7 separate regions of the Mus musculus genome follow, and regions 2, 3, 4, 5, 6 and 7 are each linked to region 1. A link is a contact called in public Hi-C, HiChIP or PLAC-seq, Micro-C and promoter capture Hi-C data. All regions are on one chromosome and are shown on one strand. Each heading gives the region's core, a stretch centred on a gene start, on an enhancer-like site or on the middle of the called end of the contact. The rest is flanking DNA. Distances are from core to core; before and after follow the strand shown.

Evidence for each region. Promoter capture Hi-C pulls out the DNA fragments that hold promoters and counts their contacts. Hi-C and Micro-C count contacts between places; a contact is called where the count stands out from the background. HiChIP or PLAC-seq counts read pairs in DNA pulled down with a chosen protein or histone mark. Capture Hi-C pulls out chosen DNA fragments and counts their contacts.
Region 2: a contact with region 1 is called in a Micro-C map of embryonic stem cells, with 5 times the contacts expected there. The contact joins the promoter of Chrnb1 here to the promoter of Ctc1 in region 1. A contact is called at or near these places in 2 of 39 promoter capture datasets (the C10 cell line and embryonic stem cells), 1 of 484 Hi-C or Micro-C datasets (embryonic stem cells) and 1 of 9 other capture datasets (pancreatic islet).
Region 3: a contact with region 1 is called in a promoter capture Hi-C map of adipose tissue, with 2.4 times the contacts expected there. The contact joins the promoter of Elp5 here to the promoter of Ctc1 in region 1. A contact is called at or near these places in 2 of 39 promoter capture datasets (embryonic stem cells and pre-B cells), 1 of 484 Hi-C or Micro-C datasets (B cells), 1 of 115 datasets of contacts at active chromatin or transcription factors (embryonic stem cells) and 3 of 9 other capture datasets (adipose tissue, liver and macrophages).
Region 4: a promoter capture Hi-C map of pre-B cells shows a contact between it and region 1, with 4 times the contacts expected there. The contact joins the promoter of Gps2 here to the promoter of Ctc1 in region 1. A contact is called at or near these places in 3 of 39 promoter capture datasets (the HPC-7 cell line, embryonic stem cells and pre-B cells), 1 of 484 Hi-C or Micro-C datasets (B cells) and 1 of 115 datasets of contacts at active chromatin or transcription factors (bone marrow-derived macrophages).
Region 5: an H3K4me3 HiChIP or PLAC-seq map of bone marrow-derived macrophages shows a contact between it and region 1, with 2.3 times the contacts expected there. The contact joins the promoter of Polr2a here to the promoter of Ctc1 in region 1. A contact is called at or near these places in 2 of 39 promoter capture datasets (the C10 cell line and pre-B cells) and 3 of 115 datasets of contacts at active chromatin or transcription factors (bone marrow-derived macrophages and embryonic stem cells).
Region 6: a contact with region 1 is called in a promoter capture Hi-C map of pre-B cells, with 4 times the contacts expected there. The contact joins the promoter of Dvl2 here to the promoter of Ctc1 in region 1. A contact is called at or near these places in 3 of 39 promoter capture datasets (embryonic stem cells, liver and pre-B cells), 1 of 484 Hi-C or Micro-C datasets (B cells), 1 of 115 datasets of contacts at active chromatin or transcription factors (embryonic stem cells) and 1 of 9 other capture datasets (macrophages).
Region 7: a Hi-C map of B cells shows a contact between it and region 1, with 7 read pairs. The contact joins the promoter of Acap1 here to the promoter of Ctc1 in region 1. A contact is called at or near these places in 1 of 39 promoter capture datasets (embryonic stem cells) and 1 of 484 Hi-C or Micro-C datasets (B cells).

Annotation. Positions count from the first base shown.
Region 1 is chr11:69,014,064-69,017,880 of GRCm38.p6, forward strand. Ctc1 (CTS telomere maintenance complex component 1) reads left to right here and starts at 1,848. Exons shown (of 23, transcript NM_001013256.2): 1 at 1,848-2,102. The coding sequence starts at 2,070.
Region 2 is chr11:69,794,666-69,798,348 of GRCm38.p6, forward strand. It overlaps Chrnb1 (cholinergic receptor, nicotinic, beta polypeptide 1 (muscle)), which reads right to left and starts at 1,272. Exons shown (of 11, transcript NM_009601.4): 1 at 1,157-1,272; 2 at 930-1,069; 3 at 304-348. The coding sequence starts at 1,214. It overlaps Fgf11 (fibroblast growth factor 11), which reads right to left. Exons shown (of 5, transcript NM_001362623.1): 5 at 1,403-3,607. The coding sequence ends at 3,537.
Region 3 is chr11:69,979,537-69,983,038 of GRCm38.p6, forward strand. It overlaps Elp5 (elongator acetyltransferase complex subunit 5), which reads right to left and starts at 1,699. Exons shown (of 9, transcript NM_018740.2): 1 at 1,671-1,699; 2 at 678-1,026; 3 at 463-523; 4 at 294-374. The coding sequence starts at 723. Ctdnep1 (CTD nuclear envelope phosphatase 1) reads left to right here and starts at 1,632. Exons shown (of 8, transcript NM_026017.2): 1 at 1,632-2,049. The coding sequence starts at 1,948.
Region 4 is chr11:69,911,738-69,915,570 of GRCm38.p6, forward strand. Gps2 (G protein pathway suppressor 2) reads left to right here and starts at 2,283. Exons shown (of 10, transcript NM_019726.5): 1 at 2,283-2,696; 2 at 3,015-3,124; 3 at 3,196-3,308; 4 at 3,402-3,481; 5 at 3,571-3,653. The coding sequence starts at 2,603. Neurl4 (neuralized E3 ubiquitin protein ligase 4) reads left to right here. Exons shown (of 29, transcript NM_001013414.3): 27 at 5-117; 28 at 192-357; 29 at 1,390-2,087. The coding sequence ends at 1,594.
Region 5 is chr11:69,756,833-69,760,808 of GRCm38.p6, forward strand. Polr2a (polymerase (RNA) II (DNA directed) polypeptide A) reads right to left here and starts at 1,801. Exons shown (of 29, transcript NM_001291068.1): 1 at 1,299-1,801. The coding sequence starts at 1,391. It overlaps Slc35g3 (solute carrier family 35, member G3), which reads right to left. Exons shown (of 2, transcript NM_019871.2): 2 at 3,052-3,976. The coding sequence ends at 3,303.
Region 6 is chr11:69,999,342-70,002,871 of GRCm38.p6, forward strand. Dvl2 (dishevelled segment polarity protein 2) reads left to right here and starts at 1,251. Exons shown (of 15, transcript NM_007888.4): 1 at 1,251-1,685. The coding sequence starts at 1,492. It overlaps Phf23 (PHD finger protein 23), which reads left to right. Exons shown (of 5, transcript NM_030064.4): 5 at 1-670. The coding sequence ends at 111.
Region 7 is chr11:69,893,529-69,897,069 of GRCm38.p6, forward strand. It overlaps Acap1 (ArfGAP with coiled-coil, ankyrin repeat and PH domains 1), which reads right to left and starts at 2,011. Exons shown (of 22, transcript NM_153788.3): 1 at 1,758-2,011; 2 at 1,072-1,129. The coding sequence starts at 1,810.

The sequences.
Region 1 (3,817 bases), core at 598-3,097:
ATATGGTGCTATAGGATACACCACCTGTCTCAAAACAACAAACACAACAGAAACATAAAACAACAAAACAAAACAAAAACAAACAAACAAAACCTCTAAAAAGCCTGTTACTGAAGGCAATGCTAGTCATTGACTAGGTAGCTCCATTTTGCTTTTAAGTAGACACTGGGTGTTTATTTATCATTTTCTTTTTTCCTTCCTTATGAAGTTGAGTCTTTCCTCCCTTCAGTAAATTTGAATGTCAGGATCAACAGGCCTGCTTGAAGAATGTCTTAAAAGAAACTAATAAAACCCCTTAAACAGAGACTCTCTTGTGCTACAAAATCTTTAGTTGAGACACGGCTACTAGGGTGGGGCTTTTGCCCCAACTTCTCTTTCATCACCACAGTGCATATTTCATGACAGAAGGAGTTGTTTGCATCAAAAGTGAAGCTGAATGAAGGGATACAGTAATTTGCAGGTGTAATACTTTGTTGTTTTTCTTTTGTTTGTTTGTTTCCAAACAGGGTTTCTCTGTATAGCCCTGGATGTCCTGGGACTCACTCTGTAGACCAGGCTGGCCTGGAACTCAGAAATCCACCTGCCTCTGCCTCTGCCTCTGCTGGGGTTAAAGACATGCGCCACTACTGACTGGCTACTTTGTTGGTTGTTTTTTTTTTTTTTTTTTTTAATGTAACCCTGGCTGCTTTAAACTCAGGAAGATTCTCCTGCCTCCTGAATGCTGGGATTACTGCACTGCCACATGGTTCCTTTTCTATCTTGCTTTTTATGTGTTTGAGTGTTTTGCTTGCATGAATGTATGTGTACCACGTGTGCAGTTACTCAAAAGGTAGCGCCAGAGCCGGGCCACCTTTAATCCCAATACTCGGGAGGCAGAGGCAGGTGGATTTCTGAGTTCGAGGCCAGCCTGGTCTACAAAGTGAGTTCCAGGACAGCCAGGGCAATAGAGAGACCCTGTCTCGAAAGACAAAAAAACAAAACAAAACAAAACAAAACAACAACAACAACAACAAAGGTAGCGCCAGGTCTCCTGGAACTGGAATGCCAGACAATCTCCTCGCTTTGCTTTTTCTTCCTTTCTTCTTCCTTTCTTCCTTCCTTTCTTTCTTCCTTCCTTCCTTCCTTCCTTCCTTCCTTCCTTCCTTCCTTTCTTTCTTTCTTTCTTTCTTTCTTTCTTTCTTCTCCATATATTTTGCCTGTTTTCCCGTCAATCTCCTTGCCTCAGAACAAGAGGGTTTTTGTTTTGTTTTCTTCAATGAATATACCCCGATCCTATGTGCCTGCCACATAGATGAATTCTGTTTCCTCCGCCAGTACTGAGCTCTTGATTGCCTGACTGACTGAATTAGGAAAAGCAAAGGCTTTCATGAATTGAGTCACATATGGCCACCAAATTCTTTAGCAAAAATTAGTTCTAGACATTAGAGTAAAAAACAAATTTAAAAAGACTTGCTAAATGCAGCAGTGGCTTAAGTCCACTGCACATATCACATATGCTAATGGTGTCCCGTGGCTCCCTTTTTTGTCCTCACTTCGTAGTTCTGGCTGGCCTGAAATTCACTATGAAGAGCAGGTTAGGCTGAAACTCAAAACTCGCAGAGATCCCCCTGCCTCTGCACCCGGATTGCTGGGATTAAAGGCACATGCGATATCCCATCTAGTCTGTGGCTACTTTTAAATTGCACATCTCTGCTTGACAAGATCAGGGAGACTGAAAATTTTAGGTGTTATGAGCCAAGTGACTGTGCGCTCGAGCGGTCTCCCGCCCGCCCCACCCCACGTGAAACACTAGGATCCGGACGCGCCGTCACTATAGAAGGAAAACAGGCCAGATCTGGTGACGCACATCTGTAATTCCCGCCTTTAGGAGTCAGAAGCGGAAGGGTCGCTGCAAATTTAAGGCCAGTAGGCTCCTTACGGCAAGTTCACCGCAAAAGGTCCCTGACGCCCCAGTACCCTGGTGGATGCAGAGGGAAGAGGCAGTGCTGCTCCCTGACGTCACAGGTTCCCTCCCGTGAGCACTTGCGCCCGGAGTTCGCGCGTTCTTCAGGGTAGGGGTTTGGCTCATCATGGCTGCTTGCCGAGCACAACCACCTACCTCCGTGAGTGCTGTTTGTGTGATTCTCGTGGGTTTTTTGTTTTGTTTTCCCTTCTTGTCCTGAATTTCTTTTCTTCCTATACTCCTTCCATCCATTGCCCATGGTCTTGGCCTGGGGAGCGGAGGCTTTTCCGGCCCTTTGTTCCAGGGTCGACCTAGCCTGGAATACGTCTCCGCCCACTGTCGAAGGTTTACGCTCTGTGGGAGATTAGCCTTGCTGGTTGTTGTGGTTACAGGGGCCCTCTGATTTAGCTGGTTTGGGAAAGGAGAAACGCCCCAGTCCTTGGATGGGTACCCCGGTTAGCTAAGCGGGAAAGCATCAGAAAACGGTACTAGGCAGCAGAAGCCATTTTGCTAAGCAAGAGTTAAAGCAAATATCGTTTGAAAAGCTAAATGCCATTGGGTGGAGGTGGAGGGGTCAGAAGGAATAGTGAACTGTCTTGACTTGCTAAGCAACAACTTCTTGGTAGTTGTTAGTGGTCTTTTTATGACAGCGTCACGTTAACATCACCTGGTGCTTGCTATGTAATTCACTGGGCTAGCCTCTACATGTCTCGCACTTGGTGGCCCTTTTTGGACAAAGGAGTGGTTGTTTGAGATTTGGGTCTTACTTTACTGAAGTGTACTGTGGACGGTTGAGCTGAAAGACCATGGTTGAAAACAGAGTCTATGGTATCTTCTTCCACTACAGCAGTGTTAGTGTTGGGGTACCAGAGGTAAAGAGAAGGCCAAGCATGGTGGTTTACACCTTTAATCCCAGCACTGAGAGGCAGACAGATCTCTTGTGAGTTCGAGGCCAGTCTACATAGTGAGTTCCATGACAGCCAGCGCTATGATGAGAAACCCTGTCTTGAAGAACAAACAAACCCAAAGGAGTAAGACATTAGAATTTAAAGGGGTGGATATTGTAAATGACAGGGAGCCAGTTAAGGAGTAGCCAAGGATTCAAGCTAGCTGGCTGATCAGTGAACATGGCTTTAGTGCTGGAGTGGTTTTAAAGAGGACATTTGTGCTGCAGTGCTGGGCAGAGTGATGAGACCAGCTCTCAGGAGAGAGAACTCTCAGCTAAAGGAGAGATCCTTGAGCAACAGTCCTCTTTTAAAGGTCGTTCGTTCAAGGTAGACGATGCAGTCGGGTGTGGTGGTCCAAGCCTTTAATCCCAGCAGTTGGGAGGCACAGGCAGGCAGGCCTGGTGTATATAGCAAGTTACAGGGTAGCAAGACTCCATGGTGAAACCCTGTTTTAAAAACAACAACCACCACAGCAAACGTAGGCAATTCAAGTATTTGAGGGTATAGTGTTAGGCTTACATTATACAAAATGAATCTTGGGGTTATCCAAAATACAGACCTGTTTCATTTGATTCGGTAAATGTCCTTAGTTTCCCTTTTCCCCTCGAACAACCAACGGCAAAAGCCAAAGTCTTCCCTATGTAACTGAGTCTTCCCTCAAAATATACTGTGTAAGTAGGGCATGGTGGCGCACGCCTTTAATCCCAGCACTCGGGAGGCAGAGGCAGCGGATTTCTGAGTTCAAGGCCAGCCTGGTCTACACAGTGAGTTCCAGGACAGCCAGGGCTACACAGAGAAACCACCCTGTTTCAAAAAAAAAAAAAAAGTGACATCTGCCTCCCCCCAAATTTGATTTCACTTTGAGGTGGTGTCACTACTTTGAGAAAGGTTGTCAAGTAATGGGCAGGGCATGAGAGGACTAACAACC
Region 2 (3,683 bases), core at 22-2,521, 780 kb after region 1:
AAGCAAAACACCCATTCACATAAAATAAAAATAGAATAATTTAAGAAATAACTGAAGAGATTGAACTAGCCACCCTAAAGTGATGTTCAACCTGCATGCAGTTCAGGATCTTTCAAGGATGGGAATTCAAATTAGTGATCCCCAAACTTGTATCTTAAATTTGTTGATCGAAAATTCTGTTTCAGTTATTATATGTGTACGTTGTGAGTTACTATTAAAAAAAAATCTTACTGGGATGAGGACTCCAGGAGATTAATATAAAGGAAACAGGGTGCCTTTCCCTAACCCACGAGGTCTCCATACCAGGTCTAAGTACACCTTTGTGCTCATTTCTTCATCCTTCTCGTTCTAGAATGGAAAAGTTAAAAGGCAGAAGTGAAATGAAGTGGGTGGAAACGAGGGTTCGGTGAGTTACTTTCTCCATGGAATCTCTAGTCCCTTTCTCTAAATTGCACCTTCTTGGGTGCAAACTCCATCTCATATCAATCTCGAAACACCAGCCTTGGTGCCTGCTTTCCTTTCTTTTACGTCGAGGTTAAGTCACGGGCCACGCCCGGCGTCTAATGGATACAACTCTGAATCTCCGCTCAGAGTTGTTTATTGACTGCTTAGGTACCAAGCTCTGCTGGACTTTGCTAGAATATTACACAGCCCCGCCTCGAGGTCCTCCCGGTAGCAGGTCCTTCTGCCCCAGCTCCGCCTCAAAACCCGCCCACAGGCGAGTTAGCAGAACAGTATTCTGTACCTATCATAGAGGCCTCGCCCATGAACTAGTTCATTGGTCTGATTTTTACCCAATCACCGCCAAAGGCTTGTCTGCCTCTTAGCATAACCCGCCCGCCCCCAGGCTGTCGATCTTCTGGGCAGCGTCTAAAGCCACGCCCCCAGTCGGTCCTGCCCAGCGACTCCACCCGCAGTGCCGCTCTCACCAGGCTGATGAGTTGCGCCAGGGTGAGGCCGATGCTGACCCCGACGCGGTCTCCCACCTCCCGCGCCGGCCTCACCGAGCTATCATAGTTGGAGAAAAGTTTCTTAATCAGTTGGCCTTCGGCTTCCGACCCGCGGGCGCCTGACGAAGGAAAGCACTAAGTGACGCTCCCGGGGCTGGCCGTGACCATTGCTCATCACTGCCTCTTGGAGACCCAAACTGACTTACCTGGGGCGAGGGGCGTCCCGAGTACCCCTAGAAGCAGAAGCAGCGCCCCTAAGGCCATGGCCCTGCCTCTTTCGCTCAGTGAAGTTTGTCCGGATAGCGGCCTCAGGCCAGGGGAAGTGACGAGGCGCCCAGGAATGTGCACCTGTTGTCGGGGGACCAGACGCCAGCCCACCCGCCCCGCCCTCGGGACTTGGTCCCGCCCGGAGCAACTGCAGTCGCCCTCCACTCACAAATGTCAGATAACACTCCGGTTGTATAAATCATCTTTAATTACAGAAAGCATGAAGTGGAGACCCCGTCCCCTGAGAGCAGTGCCAGGAGATGGGCGGAGCCTGAGCGGGGTTTGTATGAGGGAGGGGGGCATCTCTTGCAACAAGCCAGAAGTAAAAGGGCCTGAGGAAAAGTGACCTGTCTTTGAGCACTAGCCCCTCCCTTAGGACCTCAATAGACGTTTCCACCTACATCTGCTAGACTCAGAATCTACCTCCTATTTTACTAGAGGTTCCCCATGGCTTTCTCCGTTTTTCAGGTCCTTTTTGGGTACTTAGAACCCACCTGAGGTTTAAAAGCTGTAAAGTAAAGTAAATTCTATTTAGTTAGAAGCTCTGGGGATACATATGAGGTCTGGGAGCCCAAGAGGCTCCTCGTTTCCTAAGCCTGACCTGTAGAGGGCTCGGAGAAGTTGAACTTATTGCTGAGTTGGGGGTCTCTCTGCTGTGAGGGGGAGTCAAGGCTGTGTCCCTATTTGTCCTTTTTAATTCTAGAGTTATTCTCATTGTAGACCTTAGCTTCCTGTTGTTTGAGACAGGGTCTCACATAGCCTAGGCTGGCCCTGACCTCACTAGGTAGCCCAGGCTAGCCTTTTATTTCCTGATTCTCCTCCTCTCCTTTACCTCACAGATGCAGCATACCATATCAGAACGAAAGTCCTCAGCTTTAAAAGGGATCTGGAAGGAATTCCTGCTGAGGTAGCTAAGTGTTCAGACACAGGTTCAATCATACCATGGCATTTTCTCCCTCTCAGCTTCCCTTCTAGGAGCCAGGTATATTCTTCCAGAATTCCTGTATCTTTCCCCAGACTCTTGTCTCCCTGGCAGAACCCTAGTTGGAATGCTGAAACTAGAAACCATGTAAAAGTAAGGTTAGTATTCTGGAGGGACTATTTTTAGAAAATTATTTAGGAAAAGCAAGAAGTGGTTCTTGATCCGTTCAGTACTGATTAGTTCTCTCTCTCTCTCTCTCTCTCTCTCTCTTTCTCTCTCTCTCTCTCTGTGTGTGTGTGTGTGTGTGTGTGTGTATGTGTGTGTGTGTATTGGCTTTTGAGACAGGGTTTTGCTATTGTAGCCCAGGATGGCCTCCAACTCAGGATCTGTCTGATTCAGCCTCCCGGGTGCTGAATTACAGGTGTGTGCCACCAAGCACAGCTCAGAGCCAATCAGTTTTTAATTAATCATAGCTGAGTTCTACCCATAGCTCATCCTTTAATTGCTAGAGAAAGTGGAAGGGTAGGTCTAGAACTTACTCTAGTACAATAATATGGCTATACAGGCCCTAGCTCCATCCGGGAAGAAAGGGCTGAGAGTCATGGGCTATGTCCTAGAACTGAGATTCAGGAGGAAGTATGGCTCCAGAAAGGTCTAGAATACCACGTTCTAGAATTGGGTGTCTCTGGGATAAGAAGGTTTAATCAGTGGTGACCTGAGACTGGTCCCAATTCAGACCAAGGCCAATTGCTACAGTAGGGGGCCTCTTTTTTAAAGCCAGGGGTGGGAGGTGTCCATCTAGGACAAGGATAGACGTGGAAAGGATACATACTTGGGTTCCAACACAGAACATAGGGATGGCCCTGCCTGGCTGGGGTGACCAGCTCTATCAGAACCTGTCCAGACCAAGTCAGAAGGTAGAGCAGAGAGAGAAGGAGATGCATTCTGAGTGCCAGTGGACCGACCTAGAAAGCTATGGCTTCGAGACGATGCAAAGAAGGACATGGCTTCAGAGACTGGCTCAGCCAGGGTGAAGAGTATTACCTTCCTGCCTTGAGTGTTGGAACCCCGGTGCCTTTTAGGAAAAAAAATGGGTGTTCTCTTAAGGGGTAGGAATTAGTGTGGAAAAAAGAGAAGTGATCAGGCAGGGTCATCTCAGGCACCCCCATCTTGGGACCTCTCCTGGGCCCCAGGATCTAAGAGCTCAGCAACTCCGGAGGTCCCTGACAGCCCCGAAGCTCCCACAGGGTGCAGCACCTGCTGAGACCTGACTGCTCAGGGCATGTGTGTGGCAACAGGGGTGAGAGCGGCAAGGCCCGGCGCAGGGCTAGGACACAGGATGTGGCGGTGGCTGACTCACTGGAAGAGCAGGGAGCCTCCAGTCCAGGGACTATATCTCAGTGGGCAGGGGGACTGGAAGGGGAGGTCTCAGGAACACTGTGGAGAGAAGGCTCCCGGTACATGGCCACTGTGGAGGGGAGAGAGAGAGAGGAGCAAGGAAGGAGAATTAGGCACATAGGGAGCCAGGAAGAAGCAGAGCTCTG
Region 3 (3,502 bases), core at 449-2,948, 970 kb after region 1:
GCATTAACGTGCAAACATTAAAGCCAGAATGCTTATGTATATACAGCAAACTATCTAAGCGTTTACTGCTCTCTTTTGTTGAGTGAGCAACAGCCTCATTCATGTCCCTTCAGTCAAGCCGGCAAGCTGGTGCTAAAGTCTCTAAAAAAAACCCATCTCGCTAGTCTTTTAATTTTTACTGTTCCAAACCCTACGATACCAGTTTCTCCACAGTATGAGATTCTGTGCTGTCTGTTGAAGAGACGTCCTTAGCAGCTGTAGTCCGAATGAAACCTGTTTTAATGTATACTCACCGGCTGTTGACATCAGAGTCGAAACCTTCGCGAAACTCTTCTTCGCTCACTTCACAGCCCAGAACGTGGACCTGCTCCCCACTAAGGCAGAGATGAAGGAAATATATTGAAGAGTGGGGGTACCGGCTCCCTTTCCGGGAAGGAGAGGAGAAACTGTGGGCTAACTCACCGAAGTGCAGATTTCTTGATAAGAGCCTTCAGGAGACTACGCCCTTCCCACTCCACGGAATCTGGGGAGAGCCAAGGATGGGTGAGACCTACTGAGCCCTCAGGGCTCCGACCACGACTTCCACCCCTAGCTGGGTATCCATCCCCAGCGGGTCCTCCAGGCTCCCGCTCCTTCAGCCAAGCCCAAGGCTACCACCGCATGCCTTGATCCCTCACCTCGCAAAAGCACCAAACCACCGATGGCCAACAACGAGTCCAGCATCTCTGACGCCTCAGGACGCCTTCTGATGTCGTCACCACCGAGGAGGCGGGGCACTTACGATTGCTTCCAACCTTAAAGGACCGCAAAGTCCGGAAAGAGGAGCCTGGTTTTTTTATGCTCCGTATTCTCAGGGGGCTTACACGGAGGGGCCGCTCCAGAGTCTCTGTACACAGTCCTAGAGACAACATCCTTAATCTACTCTTGCACCATGACTGGAGCCAGAAGGGCCGTTGGAACAGTTATCAGTGGGATGGGGACAAGGACAGAGGTCTCACGAGCTCCAATCCCGAAGAAGGTTCGAACCTGGGAATAAATGATGTCACTCGGCCCCGCCCACACGGCGCCTGGCTTCTCTCCAGGTCCCGCCCCGCAGTAACCTAGTGCGCGTGCGTAACGCTGCACCCCGGGGTCAGAGCAGAGAGCTTTCCTTAACTTTCCCCTCCCTCCTCAGAATGAATTGAGGGAAACAGCAATCCCGGGGAAGTGAATACACGTCACTACCGGAAGTAATGTCAGAGGGGAAGAGGAGGAGGGAAGAGAGGAGGGAGCCCTTTGGGCGGTAAAATGGCGCCTGTCAGAGTGGGAAGCCTAGCTGCAGAGGCTGCAGCCCCGCTCCTCAGCGGCTAAGCGATCCTGACCTCGGGGAGGGGGAGGCCACTCCGGCCCAGCGATCCGTGCCCTTCGGCTCCCCCTCCCCCTCCTCCCCAGCTCCTGCGCCCAGGGGGCCCCCGAGAATCGCCGCGGCCCACCGCGCGCCGCCGCCGCCCCCGCCCGCCCCCTTCCCGGGGCAGACCCCTAGCGCGCCTGCGCAGAAGGCCACCCTTCGCTTCCCCCTTCCCCTCCCATCTCCCTCCCTCCCTTTTCCCTAGCCCCCTCCCCCACTGCCCCCTCCCCCAATTCTCCATCCCCTTCCCTCCTGGTCTCAGAGGACCCTGTCCTAGCCCGACCTGTTTCGGCCTGCAGCCCACGCGAAGTCGTCGGTGCCACTTCCCGCTCATGTGGGCCCCCGCGGGCTGCCCACGCCAGTCCCCCAGTTCCCGGTTCCGCTGGGCTTTCCCTTCGCTGGGGGTGGCTTTCTAAGCCACCCACTCCGTGCTCATCTCTGCAGCCTCTCCTGCCGCTCGGGGCCCCCGTTCCCCCTCCCTGCGGCGGGGGGCTGCCCCCGGGGGGCTGGCGGAGCTGGGCCGCGGGGGCCCCGGGGCCGGCGGTGCCGGGGTCATCGGGATGATGCGGACGCAGTGTCTGCTGGGGCTGCGCACGTTCGTGGCCTTCGCCGCCAAGCTCTGGAGCTTCTTTATTTACCTTTTGCGGAGGCAGATCCGCACGGTGAGTTTGCTTGGGTGCTGCCAGTGGTGGGGTCCTCTGTCCGCGGTGCTCGCGGAATTTTGGATAGTGCTGGGCCTCTGCTTTGGGCCTAGGAAGGGAGCCTTGGCCAGAGCTTTACCCGCTGGAGAAGTAGGACACCTTTAAGCAAGGTTCAGCCCTTAATAAAAGAACCATGATTTTTACTGGGTTTGCTTTCTTTCTTAATCTGCCTAAATGGGATAGGATTTGGCAGTTCTCGGGGGCTAGAATGGTGCTCTCCTTACGAAAGCTAGAGTTGTTGCTAAAGAAAGAAGAGGCCGGGAACACCTGTTTGCTGGTAGCCAGAACTATTGATATGGGCTTTGGAAAGACCCTCCTGTTGAAAGTCAGACTCCTTTGTCAGTGGTGTGGGTGGGTAGAAGGGCATATGGAGCAGGAATTGGAACTTGAGGAAAAGCCTTGGGTGTGAAGGAGCTCCTCCAAAAAGGCTCTGGAATTCTCTAGCTTGTGTGTATGGGCTTATTATTAAGACCCTGGGACAGAAAACGATGCTTTTCCAATAGGCATCTTTAGTTGTCAGATGCACATTAAAGTTGGGTGTCTCATTAGACAAGCTGGCTGTTAGCTGGAGAGCTTGCATCTGAAGGTGGGCATGTTTCTCCAGGCGACTCTAGCGATTATGAAGGGATACTTGGAGTGTAGAGACTGTTTGGATGAACCCAGGTATCTCTGGGTTCTCTCCCTCAAGCTTTTCTCCAAGGTAAACATTGTTTCAGCTACCATTCCTCCCCGCCGCCCCTGCCCCCAGCCCTGGCTGTCCTGGAACTCACTTTGTAGACCAGGCTGGCCTCGAACTCAGAAATCCACCTGCCTCTGCCTCCCCAGTGCTGGTATCAAAGGCGTGCGCCATCACGCCTGGCTTACCATCACTTCTTAATGAACATGCCCTCTGGAGTAAATCTCCTGAAGTCAGATTCTGGGGGGAAATGACTGAGTAGCATGCAGGCTTTGGCAGCCCAGGTCAGAATTCCCAGAAGGACCTTGGTGGTTCTGGTAGAAGAGGTGACTGAGGTGGCTTGGACTTCAGTTCCTTCTCTAGCAGTCTGTTTATTTCTTCCACTTCCTGCTTTAGGGTGAGGATTATTTTGGATGGTGGCTATAAGCAGTCCTAGTCTCCTGAGATAAAATAGGATCCATAGGGTGTGTGAGGCTGGCCAGGTGTGGGCCTAACTCCTGAGGTTTTCTTTATGCTCTGACCTCTCATCCTCTTTCTGACCTTGCTCTGAGAACCCTCCCTCTTTTCACAGCTCCTTTATTTATTTATCTATCTATTTATTTATTTTTGAGTGTGGGGACTAGTGTCCAGCCCAACTATGGAAAGACTTCCTAAACTGCGTTCTTCTGTAAGAAATCCCCCGACCCCACAGCCTTTTGTCCTCCCCTCCCTTCCAGGCTGGTTTCTTCCCCACGCCCT
Region 4 (3,833 bases), core at 1,033-3,532, 900 kb after region 1:
TTAGGGTGAATCCCCATCTGGAAGCTGGCACACTAACAAAGAAGTGGCACATGGCATATCATGGAAGCAGTGTAGCTGTTGTGCGGAGAGTGCTGGACCGAGGGGAGTTGGGAGCAGGTATCATGGAGTGGGCTGTGCTGAGGGATCTTGGGAGGAATCATGGGGCTGCCCTCACCCAGGTCTCTTCACAGGTACTACCTCCATCCTGAGCTGCCGACCTTTGAAGGGAGAGCCTGGGGTGGGATTTGAGGAGCCTGGTGAGAACTGTGCACCTCCCCGGGAAGAGCAGCCCCCTCCAGTGCTGCTCTCCCCCTCCCTTCAGTATGCCGGGGCAGAGATGCTGGCCTCCAAAGTGCAGTGAGTACATGCCGGGAGCACTAGGGGCTCAGGGCTGTGCTCAGTCACCCACCGCACCCTTCCTGCCCTGCTTGTTCCTGGATGCACCTTTACCTGTCACTGTTCCTCCTTCCCTCCCGTAATACACACGCATGCGCGCGCACACACACACATATGCACGCACACACACACAGAGGCACGGTTTCTCTATGTATCCCTGGCTGTCCTAGAACTCATTCTGTAGACCAAGTTGGCCTTGAACCTAGAAATTCTAATTCCAGTGCTGGGATTAAACACATGGGCCACAGGGAATCAGATTCCATTATAGATGGTTGTAAGCGGTGCTGGGAATTGAACTCAGGACCTCTTGAAGAACAGCCATCTCTCCAGCCCCTTTTGGTTTTTTTGTTTTTGTTTTTGTTTTTGTTTTTCTTAAAACAGGATGTCAAGTAGTCCAAGCTGGCCTCACATTCATGTTTGGTTTGTATCTGAAGCCGGCCTTGAACACTCAGTTCCTGGTTCCATCTCCATGCTGAGTGTGGATTAGATGAGTGCATCTGTAGGCCTGTTTTTCTGAATGTGTATGGATACCAAGTCTTTCAAAATATCCTGCACCAGGCAATGGGTTTGACCCCTTGTACTACCTAAACTGTGCTTGCGCATTGTAACAAATTCCTGGAGTCCTAACACTAAGTGGCAGGGTCAGTGGGTCGGAAGTTTAAGGTTGTCCTTCCTTTATAGGGAGGTTGACTCCAGCCTGGTAGAGACCCTATACTGTCTCCCAAAAGTGGGTGAAGTAGATGAGAAGTGCACTTGGAGTGTTTGGAAGACGTGAACTAGAGTGCCAGGGTAAATAAACACATGAAGAGTGCTGGGGAGGAGTTAGCTGAGCAGGCCAGGGGAGGAGAGTACTACATACACAATAGTTGGTGCTAAGCCAGTCACGGTGAACAGTATTTCCCAGAAAACAGCAAGGCCTGGGTGGAGGGGGCAGAATTAGCAGTCATGGACCTTGGGAGCCTTACTCTTCTCTCGTTTCTGCTTGGCTAACAGATTCCGGGACCCAAAATCCCAGCGGACACACCAGGCTCAGGTGGCCTTTCAGGTGTGTGTGCGCCCTGGCTCCTATACTCCTGGCCCTCCCTCTGCGGCCCTCAGAGAACTTCCTGACCAGCACTTCAGCCCATCGGAACTTGAGTGGGTCACTAAGGAGAAGGGAGCCACACTCCTCTATGCCCTGCTGGTACGAGTGGAATAAGGGGTGACATACCACTACTCCAAGCACAGCCGGGCCTCAAGCCCAGGACTCTTGAATGACGACTGCCTCCACCTCATTCCCGTGACTGAGAGCATGTCCAGTGCTGTCCTGGCAAGGAGGAGCACGTAGGCAGGCTTTGATTTAGAGCAGGTGTGAAGCACATCTCTACATTCAGGGCCCAGCACACTCCCTCTGCTGAGAGGGAGCCCAGCTCGTCTCGGGGTCCCCCCTTCATGCACTGACTTGGGGAACATGACTCCCTATTATTACCCTCCCCCATATCACTTAATTTATTTCCGTTTTTGTTTCTGGTTACTGTGAATCCCAAAGGAGTCTCTCTGTGCCCACATGAAGCTGCTTTTTCCGTGGCCACTGGGCGCCATGGGGAGGGAGTGGGTAAAAGGAAGGGCTGCCCGAGGACGCTGTGGGCCTCTGTACAGTTGTTACTGACTCTGATTTCTAAGGAGCCAATAAATACTGTCTTCAGAGCATCTGCCTCCGCCTCTGTCTCCCGCGGCCTCGCGAGTGAAGAGTTCTAGGGGCTTTATCATCCCAGGCCGCTCTGTAAATCCACATGGAGTTTGGACATCCCGGCACCCGTCTCTAAGCGCTTCCGCCTTCCCTTTCCTCCAATCGGCTGTGCCGTTTGCCGTCGTGACTCCGGAAGGATTTATCCTGGCCGCCGGATATGACGTAGAGGCCAAGGCGCGCCGAAGGCCTCGGAGAAAGCGCCGACAAGGCGGGTTGCGGGGGTTGGCGCCAGGGCTACGAGGGAGGGGCGGGGGCGCGGAGCCTAAGACCCTCGCACGCGCCCCGGCGCTGAGGCAGAGACCCCGGAGGGACGCTGGTGCCCGGGACACGTGATCGAAGTGGCGAGCGGGCGGCGGACGGGCTTCCGCTTCGGCGCGTCGCAGTCTCTCTAAGCTCCCACTTCCCTGCAGGCCCCGCCTGAGGTCTGGCAGTCAGTGAGAGTCGGGTGCCCACTGCCCAAGCGTCACCAACAGCATCATGCCCGCACTCCTGGAGCGCCCCAAGCTTTCCAACGCTATGGCCAGGGCTCTGCACCGGCACATCATGATGGAGCGGGAGCGCAAACGGCAGGGTGAGCCTGGGCCAGAGCGGGAGGACAGACACTCGGCTCAGGGTGGCCCTGCTACCCACGAACTTGCCCCCATCCACGGGCCCAGCTGTGCGCCTGCTGGCGAGGCTAAGAGGGAGGCAGCGGCGCCTTCGGGGTGTGAGTGAAGAGGCCCAGTCTAAGTTCCAGACCAGAACCCTGGGCTGGGAAGGACCTTGGAGAGCACCTAATGAAGCCAAGTTCTCCCTGTGGCTGTGATGGAGTAACTGGTTTTTGCTGGTCTTCAGTCTAACGCTCAGCTTATTCACACCGCCTTGCCACTTCCCCGTTCTGATTCTTCAGAGGAGGAAGAGGTGGACAAGATGATGGAACAGAAGATGAAAGAAGAGCAGGAGAGAAGAAAGAAAAAGGAAATGGAAGAGAGAATGTCACTAGAGGAGACCAAGGAACAGGTAAGTAGCCTCTCCACACTTGTTTCTCGATGCCTTCTTTTCCCTGCTTTAGCTGCTCGTCCCTCTTCCAGATCCTGAAGCTGCAGGAGAAGCTTTCTGCTCTACAGGAGGAGAAGCACCAGCTTTTCTTGCAGCTCAAGAAAGTTTTGCATGAGGAAGAAAAACGGAGGCGAAAGGAACAGAGGTGTGATGAGATGGCTAAAAGTAAAATTGTGCAGTGGCACAGGTGACAATCTAATAGCAAGAGGCTAACTGACCTGTCTTCCTTCCACTCCAGTGACTTAACCACTCTGACATCAGCTGCATACCAGCAGAGCCTGACGGTTCATACAGGAACCCACCTCCTCAGCATGCAGGGTGAGAGGACTGAGGAAACCGCCTAACAGGGGAGTTCTCCAGGAGGTCGCTGCCTATTTTAGCATCGTGAAACCTCTCCCCCTTTCTAGGGAGCCCTGGAGGACACAATCGCCCAGGTACTCTGATGGCAGCTGACAGAGCCAAGCAGATGTTTGGACCACAAGTGCTTACGGTGAGGGAAAGGTTTTTTGATTTTTTTTAACTCTTCAGGCTGGCTTTTTAAGTTACTAGCCAAGACTAGTCTTGAAATCTGATCCTAACTCCATGTCTCCTCCTTCTGTGGATCAGTACTGTTAATCCCAATCATTCAAGAACAAATATACCAAGCATGTGTATGTAGGAGCTGAGCGTA
Region 5 (3,976 bases), core at 551-3,050, 740 kb after region 1:
TTTACCTTTATTTATTAATGTAAGGTTTGTCCTCTGGTATCAGCTCCCCTAAAATCCTGTTCTTTCTTAATGTTTTATTACTTTAATTATCTGGAATTTATTTTGTGTCGGTCTGTGAGGTCTTGGATGTCCAGAAACCTGATGTAGGGCTTTGTTTTTTTTTTTTTAAGATTTATTTATTATATGTAAGTACACTGTAGCTGACTTCAGACACTCCAGAAAAGGGCATCAGATCTCATTACAGATGGTTGTGAGCCACCATATGGTTGCTGGGATTTGAACTCATGACTTTCGGAAGAGCAGTCAGTTCTCTTACCTGCTGAGCCATCTTACCAGCCCTGATGTAGGTTTTTCTGTTTTTTCTTTTGAGTTCTGCTATAGTTGAGCCCTTACCCCAACAGGACTGCCTCAGTCTAGAATCAGCTGTTTAATTCCACTCTCTATTCCTCTCAGGAGGAAGAAGTCCAAGTCTCCAAAAGCTATCCCTTGTCTATCCTCACCCACTTCACATCAGCTCTTTACGGAGCTTCTGTACATGCGTGTGTGTATAAGTTACTACTGTCACCTTTATAATTACCCAGTGGTTTCCTACTGAAAACAGAAATTTGGACTCTCTAGAGCGTAATTTACAATATCCCGTGCTTCTTCAGTGCACTCTCCGCACCCACTAACCCTGCCTGCCCCAACACTGGCTTTTCAGTCTCTAGAATACAAGTTTATTTCCCTCTCAGTCCCATGACACTTGTTTCCTCCACCTAAAAAAATAGCTCTGATGACTGATATTACTTGGGAATGTCACCATCCCTGGCAAGTATGTCTTCCAAACCCTGACACCATTCAATTTCAGTGACTTCTTACAGCATTTCCTCATTTTGCTTTAATCTAGGTACTTATTTTTGCTCATTTCTTTTTGTTCTTAAGCTCTCTTCTCTGTTTTTCCCATAGTGTTTTAGAAGGTAGAGTTTCTGTTATATTTATTGTGCAGCTGTGTTCCTAGTGTCTGATTACTGTCACATAGCAGGATGCTCAATATTGGTGAAAGAACTAAAACTGGGGATCCACTTCCTGTACAACTTTCAACCCTGTCTCGTTGAACCGCAGCAATGCTCAAGTATGGAAACATCTTTCTTCTCTGTCCAGTCAAGCACTCATCTCAGGCATAGCATTTCGCTTGTTTAAGTCCTGGCATAATTTAACTTTTGAAGGCTGGACCCCCGCACAACATCAGCATCACTGACCCATCTTCCCAGAGGATCATCAGCCAAAGGCATAGCAGAGAGACGGGCGGACTATCTTACCAATTCATCCGGACTCAGGACTCCGAACTGCACTCTCTTGATGGTGCGCAGCGGGCATGCGCTGTCCCCGGAGGGGGGGCCACCCCCGTGCATGGCGAGGCAGGCGCGCTGCGCAGGCGCAAACCTCGCTACAAAAAGCCTGCGCCACCGCCGCCTAAGTGCTCAGAACCCGTCCGGGCGGCCACCAGGAAAGACCTCCCGGGATAGGGAGGGAAAGGCTGGAGGAGGGAAAGGTGGGGGAGGGGGGAAGGGGGGGGGAAGGCAGAGGAACGAAAAGGGCTGAAAGAAAGCCTTTTCTCCCTTTCCGGAGATTCGTCGGCTCCCAAAAAGGAAACAAAAGAAGGGAGGAGAGGAGGAGGTTTTGGGAGGGAGGAAGAAGAAAAGGGGTAACGAATAAATAAGTAACCGGGATCCTGAACGGCAGAGGTTACGGCAGTTTGTCTCTCCCCCTTCCGGGAGCCACCTTCTTCTCCAACCGTCCCGGTCGCGCTCTCGGCGCTTCTGAGGAGAGAACTGGCTGAGTGACGCCCTTTATAGATTCGCCCTTGTGTCCCGCCCCTTCCTTTCCCGCCCTCCCTTGCGCTACGGGGCCGCCCGCACCGGCCTACACGGAGCGCGCGCGGCGGAGTTGTTGACGCTAGGGCTCCGGCTCCCTGGTTGGGTGTTCTTTCTGACGCGACAGGAGGAGGAGAATGTTCCTGGTCCTGTCGTCCTCCTTTCGGGTTTCCCGTGCACTCAAACCGAGGACTTACAGAACGGAGGATAAAGTTAGGCCATTTTTACTCAGCTTCGGAGTTCAGGCTCATTTTCAGCTAAAGTCTCTCATTAGTATCCCCCCACACACATCGGGAAAATGGTTTGTCCTACGCATCGGTAATGAAGGCGGGGCCCTTCGGGTCCTCCGGAGCGGGTTCCGGGGGTGGGGGGAAGGAGGGAGGGACGGGACGGGCCTCGTTCATGAATATTCAGTTCACCGCTGAATATGCATAAGGCAGGCAAGATGGCGCGTCCAATCAATTGGAAGTAGCCGTTATTAGTGGAGAGGCCCCAGGACGTTGGGGCACCGCCTGTGCTCTAATAGCTTTACGGAGCCCTGGCGCTCGATGTTCAGCCCAAGCTTTTCCCGAGCCCGGAGGCCTATTCTGAAAGTAGAATGGCTGCTACCCAGGAGCCGCAGATCACGCGACCGTGACAATCTGAGAAAAGCAGATTAGCGGTGGGGCAGAATAGGGATGTCTTGGGGAATTCGGGGTCAAGGAAACCCTACACCTTTCAGACGACTTCAGAAATAAGGTGGCGGCTGAGTGTTTCAAGGGAATCTCCCAAAAGAGCATGTTTCCACTCCTTTTCAAAGCAAAGCCAACTGCTCAGCCAACCACAGTGATTCATTCATGCTTGATGTCAGCGTTACATCACCGCTCGGACAGGGAGCACCACCACTGAGGAAAGCAAAATACCTTCCAAAGGAAAGGAAACACGCCCCTCCCCCAGTGCTGGCTGTTCGCCTGACAAGCTGCATTCTTCGTTCTTCATCTCCAGCGCTCTTCTCTTTCCTGCCTGTGGGATTAATCCCCTTGACCCACTACCAGGCTTCCTTAGTCCTCTGGATCTGAGACCTCGCTGCTGAGTGATGCCCTTATTCCCTGTTCCCAGCCCCAATTCCATACCCTGGTTCCTGTACATGCTCCCGGTCTCTCCTCTCCACTTAGTCCCAAGTCACCCTTGAATCCTAGGGCATCTCTCTCCACACCAGTTTTTTGCTTTAATATATATTTTTTATTTTGTGTGTAAGCACGCCACAGCGAATGTATAGAGAGAATAATCTGTAGGAGTCGGTTCTCTCCATCTACCATATAGATCAGGCTTGGTAGCATTAGCCTCTATCTGCTGAGCTATCTCACTGGTCCTCCACACCAGTTCTTTGCCAGGCATTTGTTCTCCCATGGTTTTTATTCCCATCTCTCCTATTTACCCCTGTCCCCCCTCCCCCCCTCAAGTTTGATTTCATTCCTCCGTTTGCCCTTCCTTATCACAACTGAGGTTCTGGGCAGTAATGATGGCAATGCTGCCCAACACAACCCCTGCTCCCATGATGTCAGAAGGTGCCACGGTCTCATAGAGCACGTAATACTGCAGCATGAGGGCTACCACGACCTCAGAGTGCAGGACAGCACATACCAGGGCAGGGTGGGCCTTGGTGACTGCATAGCTCACACATACAAAGGAAACCAATGCAAGGAGCCCCACTGCCACCACACAGCTCCAGCTTAGAGTGTCTTGGGGTAGCACAGGGGTCTGCAGCACAAAGAGGCCTGGTACAGAGACCATTAGCCCCACCAGGCCAAAAAGGAAGGCCACAGTTGGTAGACAGGAAGGGAAGTGTAGAGAGCGGTAAATCTGCAGCCCCAGTGACAGTGCCAGTCCTCCCAGGAAAGCCAGTACATAGCCCAGGGCTGTGTAGAGGCCAGTAGTCCCTTCTTGCAGTGTCCCTAGTCCAGGTCCCACGATGATGATTAGCCCAAGGGTGCTGCCAAACAGGCCACACCAGGCATAGCCACTGAGACCCTGGCTCTCGAGGCAGAGTGCCAGGAGGGCAGAGCACACGGTGGAAGAACCTTTGCGGACAGTGACTGCGTTGCCGGCAGGCACCACCTGAACAGCACTGTAGGCGCAACCAA
Region 6 (3,530 bases), core at 1-2,500, 980 kb after region 1:
GCTAAGATTAAGAAGACCAACGTTCCCGACTTCTTTTATTGCCAGAAATGCAAGGAACTTCGGCCAGAGGCCCGGCGGTTAGGGGGTCTCCCCAAATCTGGAGAACCCTGACATCACTAAGGCTGGAACTTGTGACATTACTTGGGAACTGAGCCTCAGGGTCCCCAGCCTTCCCTTGGAGTGAGGAGGCTGTCCCCACTTGAGGGCCACAATTCCCAAGGGAGACGTATTTGGAAATGAGTGTCTTCTACTCTGTCCTTCCTGCTCCATGGACTTGAAGTTGACCCCATTACAGTTGGGTCGGGGAGGCTGGATCTGTAGACAGAATCTCTGTCCAGTCAACCCTGTACCCTTTTCACTTGCAGGTCCAGGGCTCAAACTGGGATGTAATGGGATAGTTGTCTATAAAACTGTAGTGTAAATACAGCACTCCCCTCATGTTTCTTCTCTCTCCCGTTTACTTTCTTTTACACCGGATGTATTTTTAATTTGGGGCTCCCCCATTTGAGCGAGGTTGCTCAGAGGTGGAGTACCAAAGCCTGTGGAGTGAGGAAGGAAAGAAAAAGGTGTCAATTAGCACTCGCCTCGTTTTTAATACTGTTGGCCGGCTGCTCAGACAGACGGCCTGCGTGTTGTAAATAAAGCAGAGTGGGCTCTTGTGTTTTACAGCCCTCCTTGTCCTATTTGGGGAGGGGATCTTTGGGAAACCTGGTGGAAGTCTTGGGTGGAGTTGGGGCTGAAGGCCACTTGTAAGTCCAGGGCTGTAATTCCACAATTTGGGAGGTGGAGATGGGAAGTTTAGGGGCCAAATCTGGCTTGGGCACTGTCTAATGCCCCTCAGACATCTCTGAAGACTATTTCGGCTTTCTCATCCCAAGTACAGTCTAGTAGGAGTACTGCCCTAAGGGTCCCAGGTTACAATTCTCACTCATCAGCCCATATCCCCGCCCCTCTTATAGTTGCTATTGAGGTGCCTTGAACCTCAGATGGGTAAGGCAAAGTGGGGGCCAGTTGCCAGCATTCCAAGAGTAGAAGCTTGCTAAGGTACTTGGGAGGGGGGGGGGCGGGTTGTACACGTTTGGGGGCGGAGTCGTCTAGGGCTGAAGACCGTTGCTCAAGGCAGTGGTCACGTGAGTGTCTAGGTGGAGCTTGTAGTAACGTGACTCAAGGAAGTCACGTGAAGCACAGTCGGCTGCGCAAAGTGGGCGGGCTTGGGTCACGTGGCATGGGGAGAGGTGGGCGGGGACCTCGGTGCTGCTCGCGACGTCCGTGGAGCTAGTGGCCCTCGACTGTGCGGTCTAGGTTTTGAGTCTCGCCACACAGCTCTTCCCGATCAGCCCGCTGGTCCCCGCCATCCTCCTTGGGCACGTCTTCCGCACTGGCCCTGCGCTGTTGGCGCTAGCGCGTCAGTTTGCGGGTGTGCGCAGGCGCGGCGGGGGCGCTTAGTCCTGTTGGGTGGGCGGCTGAGCCCGGGAGCGCGCGAGCGAGACCATGGCGGGCAGCAGCGCGGGGGGCGGTGGTGTAGGCGAGACGAAGGTGATTTACCATCTGGATGAAGAAGAGACTCCTTACCTGGTGAAGATCCCTGTCCCGGCGGAGCGCATCACGCTCGGCGATTTCAAGAGCGTTTTGCAGCGGCCCGCGGGCGCCAAGTACTTTTTCAAGTCCATGGATCAGGATTTTGGGTAAGCGCGAGGCCTAGACTGGGAAGGACGGTGGGTATGCTAGAGTGGATTGGGCGATATTGAGGGAGACCGGTCTACCTTGGACTGTTTCTGGCCTGTAGTGGAGCATAGCATATTGTACTGTGCTAAGGTAGAAAGCCCATCCCAAGACGGACAAGGTTATATTTGGACACATAGAAGAAAGGGCTGGATGGCGAGAAAATTAGGTTGGAGGAATGGGGAACACTGGTTTGTTTGGCCATTCTCTCTCCATGATTTTAGCCAAAAGGCAAAGAAGTGATGCTTGAGGTTATGCTAGGCTGTGCGGAGATTAGAGCCATCTATCTTTTGGTGAGCTGGGATGCTCGCTCTCAGACGTCTGCACGCGAGTTAGATAGAGATAGTCTGTAATTTTGTTTGCCTGTTTTGATTTGTTCTTTTGTTTGGAGGTAGGGCTTTATTCCTTGTATCCTAGGCTGGCTTCGAACCCATGGAGTTCCTGCCTTAGCCCCCAGAGCTGAAATAAACAGGTGTGAGCCAATATGCTGGGCATGCAGTGTTTTTATGTAGACCGGGCTATAGTGAGACAATTAGGCTATTCTGGCTTATTAATCAGGTTCCATAGTATTATTTTGGGATGGTAGAGTCTGTAATATTGCAGCGAGATCTATTGGGATATATTAGGCTGTTTTGAAGTAGACTTTCCTGGCAAAGCATGTACCATTCTGAACTTTTCTGAGTTCTTATTTCCTCTTAGGGCCAGAACCTCCTCTCCCCGCTACCCCGATACCCCCTGGGGGCTGAAGAGAGTTGGAGGATTTTTTTGCTTTTTTTTTTTTTTTAAAGATATTTTATGTGTTGGGCAGTGGTGGTGCACATCTTTAATCTGAGCACTTGGGAGACAGAGGCAGGCAGTTTTCTGAGTTCAAGGCTAGCCTGGTCTACAGAGCCAGTGCCAGGACAGCTAGGGCTGCACAGAGAAACCTTGTCATAAAACAAACAAAAGCTACTTTATGTGTTTGGGTGTTCTGCATGCATAGTGTGTACCACAAGCATGCAGTGCCCAATGAATCCAGTAGATGGCATGGGATCTCCTAGAACTGGAGTTAGCATCTGCCAGCCACTATGTGTGTGCTGGGACTTGAACTCCAGTCTTCTCCAGAGCCAGTCAGTCTGCTGCTGAGCCAAGAACTTCCTTCTGTTACTGAAGCTACCTAGAACACAATATAGAACAGGCTTGCCTTGAACTTGTAGCAGCCCTGCCTCTACACCTGCATCCATAGTGCTGGAACTAGATAACGTGTGGCAGTCAGGATGCCTGGCCCAGACCTGGGCTTTTTACAAGTTACAAGACAGGGACAAGTGGGAACAAATGGGGTAGTGGTACTGCTACATCATAGCAGAATGGGGTACTGTAATCAGTATGGTGCAAAGGGCTGCTTGTGTGGGGACGCTGGGGGCTATGGAGTTCTGGGGTGATTTGTGACATGCTGGGTGACCCTGTGCTGGACTGAGACTATAATTTAAGGCAGTTTCTTGTTGTTGTAGAGATTGGGACTGAGCCTTCTGTGTCCCCAAGCTCAGACTGTGTTAGGCTATGATGTCCTGAGTTGACAAGCAGGGATAGCAGGGTCCTGGGGACAGGAAGGTGACCTACCACCTGGGTTGGGGAGAGACTTCTTACCTGTGAAAGTCCCTGTGGTGGGAGCACATCCCCCTCGGCTCCCTGAACAGGCTGGACCCTTGTTAACAGTTGTTCGATGTGGAGAAGGTGATGCTGCCTAGGGAGTTGGTCTTGGGTTTATATCAAGGTTGTTCTTTTTGCATTATAATTTTGGGCAATTTATTTAGCTTTTGTGCTTTGAT
Region 7 (3,541 bases), core at 761-3,260, 880 kb after region 1:
AATTTTTTAAAAAAGTTCAATTAGAACCATTTGAGGGGTTGGAGAGATGGCTCAGTGACTACGTGCACTGGCTGCTCATGCAAAGGACTCAGGTTCAATTCCCAGCATCCACATTGTGGCTCACAACTGCAACTCCAATTCCAGAGGATCCAATGCCCTCTGCTAGCCTCTGTAGCAGCCACTAGGTGTGGACATGGTTCACAGACATTTACCCAGATAAAACAGCCAAATATATATACTGAAATAATATCAATAATGTTTTAAGAAGTGTTTGCTCTGGGGATGTAGCTGGTGGGGGAACCCGGCCTGTCTAACATGCACAAAGATGAATTCCATCTCCAGGGGGGAAATAGAGGTCAGAGGATTGGGAATTCAAGACCAGGCTCAACTACAGGTAAATTCAAAGCTAGCCTGAACTACATGTGACCCTGTCTCAAAAAGTATATATTAATATGTTAATAATTTACATACACACACACACACACACACACACACACACACACACATATATGTATGTATTTCAGGCAGGGTTTCTCTTCTGTCCTAGAACTTACTATGTAAACAGACCAAGCTATCTTAGAACTCACAAGAGATTCATCTGCCTCTGCCTCCCAAGTGCTGGGATCTGGGTACGCAGCCCCATTCCCAGCTTTTTTTTTAGCCCTAGCTGGCCTAGAACTCACAGAGATCTGCCTGTTTCAGCTTCACCAGTGTTAGGATTAAAGGCATGAGCCAGTACATCCAGATTTTGGGGTGGGGGGGTCAAGACAGGGTTTCTCTGTGTAGCCCTGGCTATCCTGGAACTCACTTTGTAGACCAGGCTGGCCTCCAACTCAAAAATCTGCCTGCCTCTGCCTCCCAAGTGCTGGGATTAAAGGCGTGCGCCACCACGCCCAGCAACATCCAGATTTTAAATATAATTGTGTGTGTGTGTGTGTGCCAGGCACAGTTAACTTTCAATGACTCTAACGCATTCCCAGTCTCCCGCCATCTCCCTGACCTTTTATTTTAATTTTATTCTAATCTTTTATTTTAATCTGACTCTGCATCTTTTCTCCATGACGTGGTCACCTTTTCCAGGCGGGTCTCCAATTCTGACACTTCAGTTTCCACCAGTTCAATCGAGGCTCTGGGAAAGAATGGACAGCACTTAGGTCCACTGGGCCTCTGCTTAGCATCAGGGGCAGGGTTGGCGTCATGGGGTGATGGGTATGCACAGACCAAGCAGAGTCCAGACAGTTTCTGCTCTTGTGCTGCTGTGCACATTCTAAGCTTCAATAACCCAGACCAGAGCAGGAAGAGTAGGAGGGTGGATGTGGCCAGGGCAGGAAGTTGCTAACCGCCCCGGGGCAGGTGCTGGGGGAGGGGATGCCGTGAGAAGGAAGGAGGAATGCCAATTATAAAGACCAGAAGGGGCAGAAAGGCAGAGTAAAGTGAGCTTCGGAGAGCATGGAGGTTCTGTTATTAAAGGGTTTTTTTTTTTTTTTTTTTTTTTTTTTTTTACTCTGTAGCCCAGGTTAGCCTGGAACACTTAACAACCTTCCTGCCTCAGCCTCCCAAGTGCTGGGGTTCCATGCCTGATTTGAGAGCCTGGCTTGAGTGGTAGAGGCACTAGGTCCCACCAGTTCCCTCTGGTCCCTGTGGCCTAGGCTCTAAGGTTGGTCCTGCCTGGGGAATGCTGGGGGTGGGTGGGTGGGTGTTGGGACCTATTGGGCCTTCCTTCCCCTCCTTAGTCTCATGGACCTGCACACACTTACCGGAAGCGGGGTGAGTCCTTGAGACATTCTTCAAAATCTAGCTTGACCGTCATCTCAGATGACTTGCTTTGGGGGCCTGGGGGGCCCTGGAGGTCAGGTAGGTGGGGATGTAGGCAGATGCACTCCCCACCCCCCAAGAGGGGTATTAATGGAGAAGAATCCTCTGGTAGGAAGAGCCTGGGTCTGGAATTCTTTCCCCAAAGGGAACGGGGTAACCCAGGAGGAGCTCTAACCCCACCACTTCTAGGCAGCTCTGGGAGGGGTAGGGGTGGGGCCTGGGCGGAGGGGGGTGCTGAGATCACAGAAACCACAGTCCCTCCCCCAGAGACTGCCTGCTGTCACCTTCCATCTGGGACACTGGTCTTTCTCTGCTGCTTTCTCCATTGGTGAATAAATTTTTTGAGGGGGAAATGATGGTCTAGAGTCAAATCTGTCTCTGTCACTTAAGACTTTGTGTGATTAGTTGGGCATAGTGCTACATGCCTTTAATTACAGCAGAGACAGGCAGATCTCTGTGAGATCAAGGCCAGTGTGATCTACAGAGCAAGTCACAGGCCTGCCAGGGCTACACAGCGAGACCCTGTCTACACAAAAACCAGTGTGACACTGAACAAGTTCTCTGACCCTTCAGTTCCCTCATCTGGGAGACAAAAAAGCGAGGGGCAGCGCACGCCTTTCATCCAAGCACTCAGTGGGTGGATCTCTGAGTCTGAGGCCAGCTGGTCCAGAGTGAGCTCCAGGACAGCCAGGTCTACACAGAGAAATCCTGTGTCTTTGTCAGGGTTTCAATTCTTGCACAAAAGCAAATTGGGGAGGAAAGGGTTTGTTCAGCTTACACTTCCACACTGCTATTCATCACCAAAGGAAGTCAGGACTAAAACTCAAGCAGGTCAGGAAGCAGGAGCTGATGCAGAGGCCATGGAGGGATGTTACTTACTGGCTTGCTTCCCCTGGCTTGCTCAGCTTGGTTTCCTTCTTTCTTTCTTTTTAAAATTTATTTATTATATATAAGTACACTGTAGCTGCCTTCAGACACAACAGAAGAAGGTGTCAGATGCCATTACAGATGGCTGTGAGCCACCATGTGGTTGCTGGGAATTGAACTCAGGACCTCTGGAAGAACAGACAGTGCTCTTAACCACTGAGCCATCTCCCCAACCCCTCAGCTTGGTTTCTTATGGAACCCAGGACTACCAGCCCAGGATGACACTACCCACAATGGGCCATTACCCCCTTGATCACTAATTGAGAAAATACCTTACATGGATTCTCCAGATCTCATGGAGGCATTTCCTCAAGGGAGGCTCCTTTCTGTGTGATAACTCCAGCTTGTGTCAAGTTGACACACAAAACCAGCCAGTACACCCTGCCTCAAAGATGGTGTTAATAAATGTACAGTATGCTGATTCTATCAGACATGGACATTCTGCTGCAAGGTTGGGCCTTTTCAAGACCCTAGGTTTTGGGACCAGCAAAGTGGCCCACTGTGTAAAAGTGTTTTTCACACATCCAGTCTGACAACCCAAGTTTGACCCCAGAAACCCTAGCAGAACTTATTATGGAAAGTTCCTCTAACCTCGGACCTCCACAGGTGTACCATGTTAACCAAATAAACCAACAGTGAGTTTTTATTTGTTGTTGTTGTTGGCTTTTTCTTTCTTTTTTTTTTTTTTTTTTTTTTTTGTTTCTGAGACAGGGTTTCTCTGTGTAGCCCTGGCTGTCCTGGAACTCACTCTGTAGACCAGGCTGGCCTCGAACTCAGAAATCTGCCTGCCTCTGCCTCC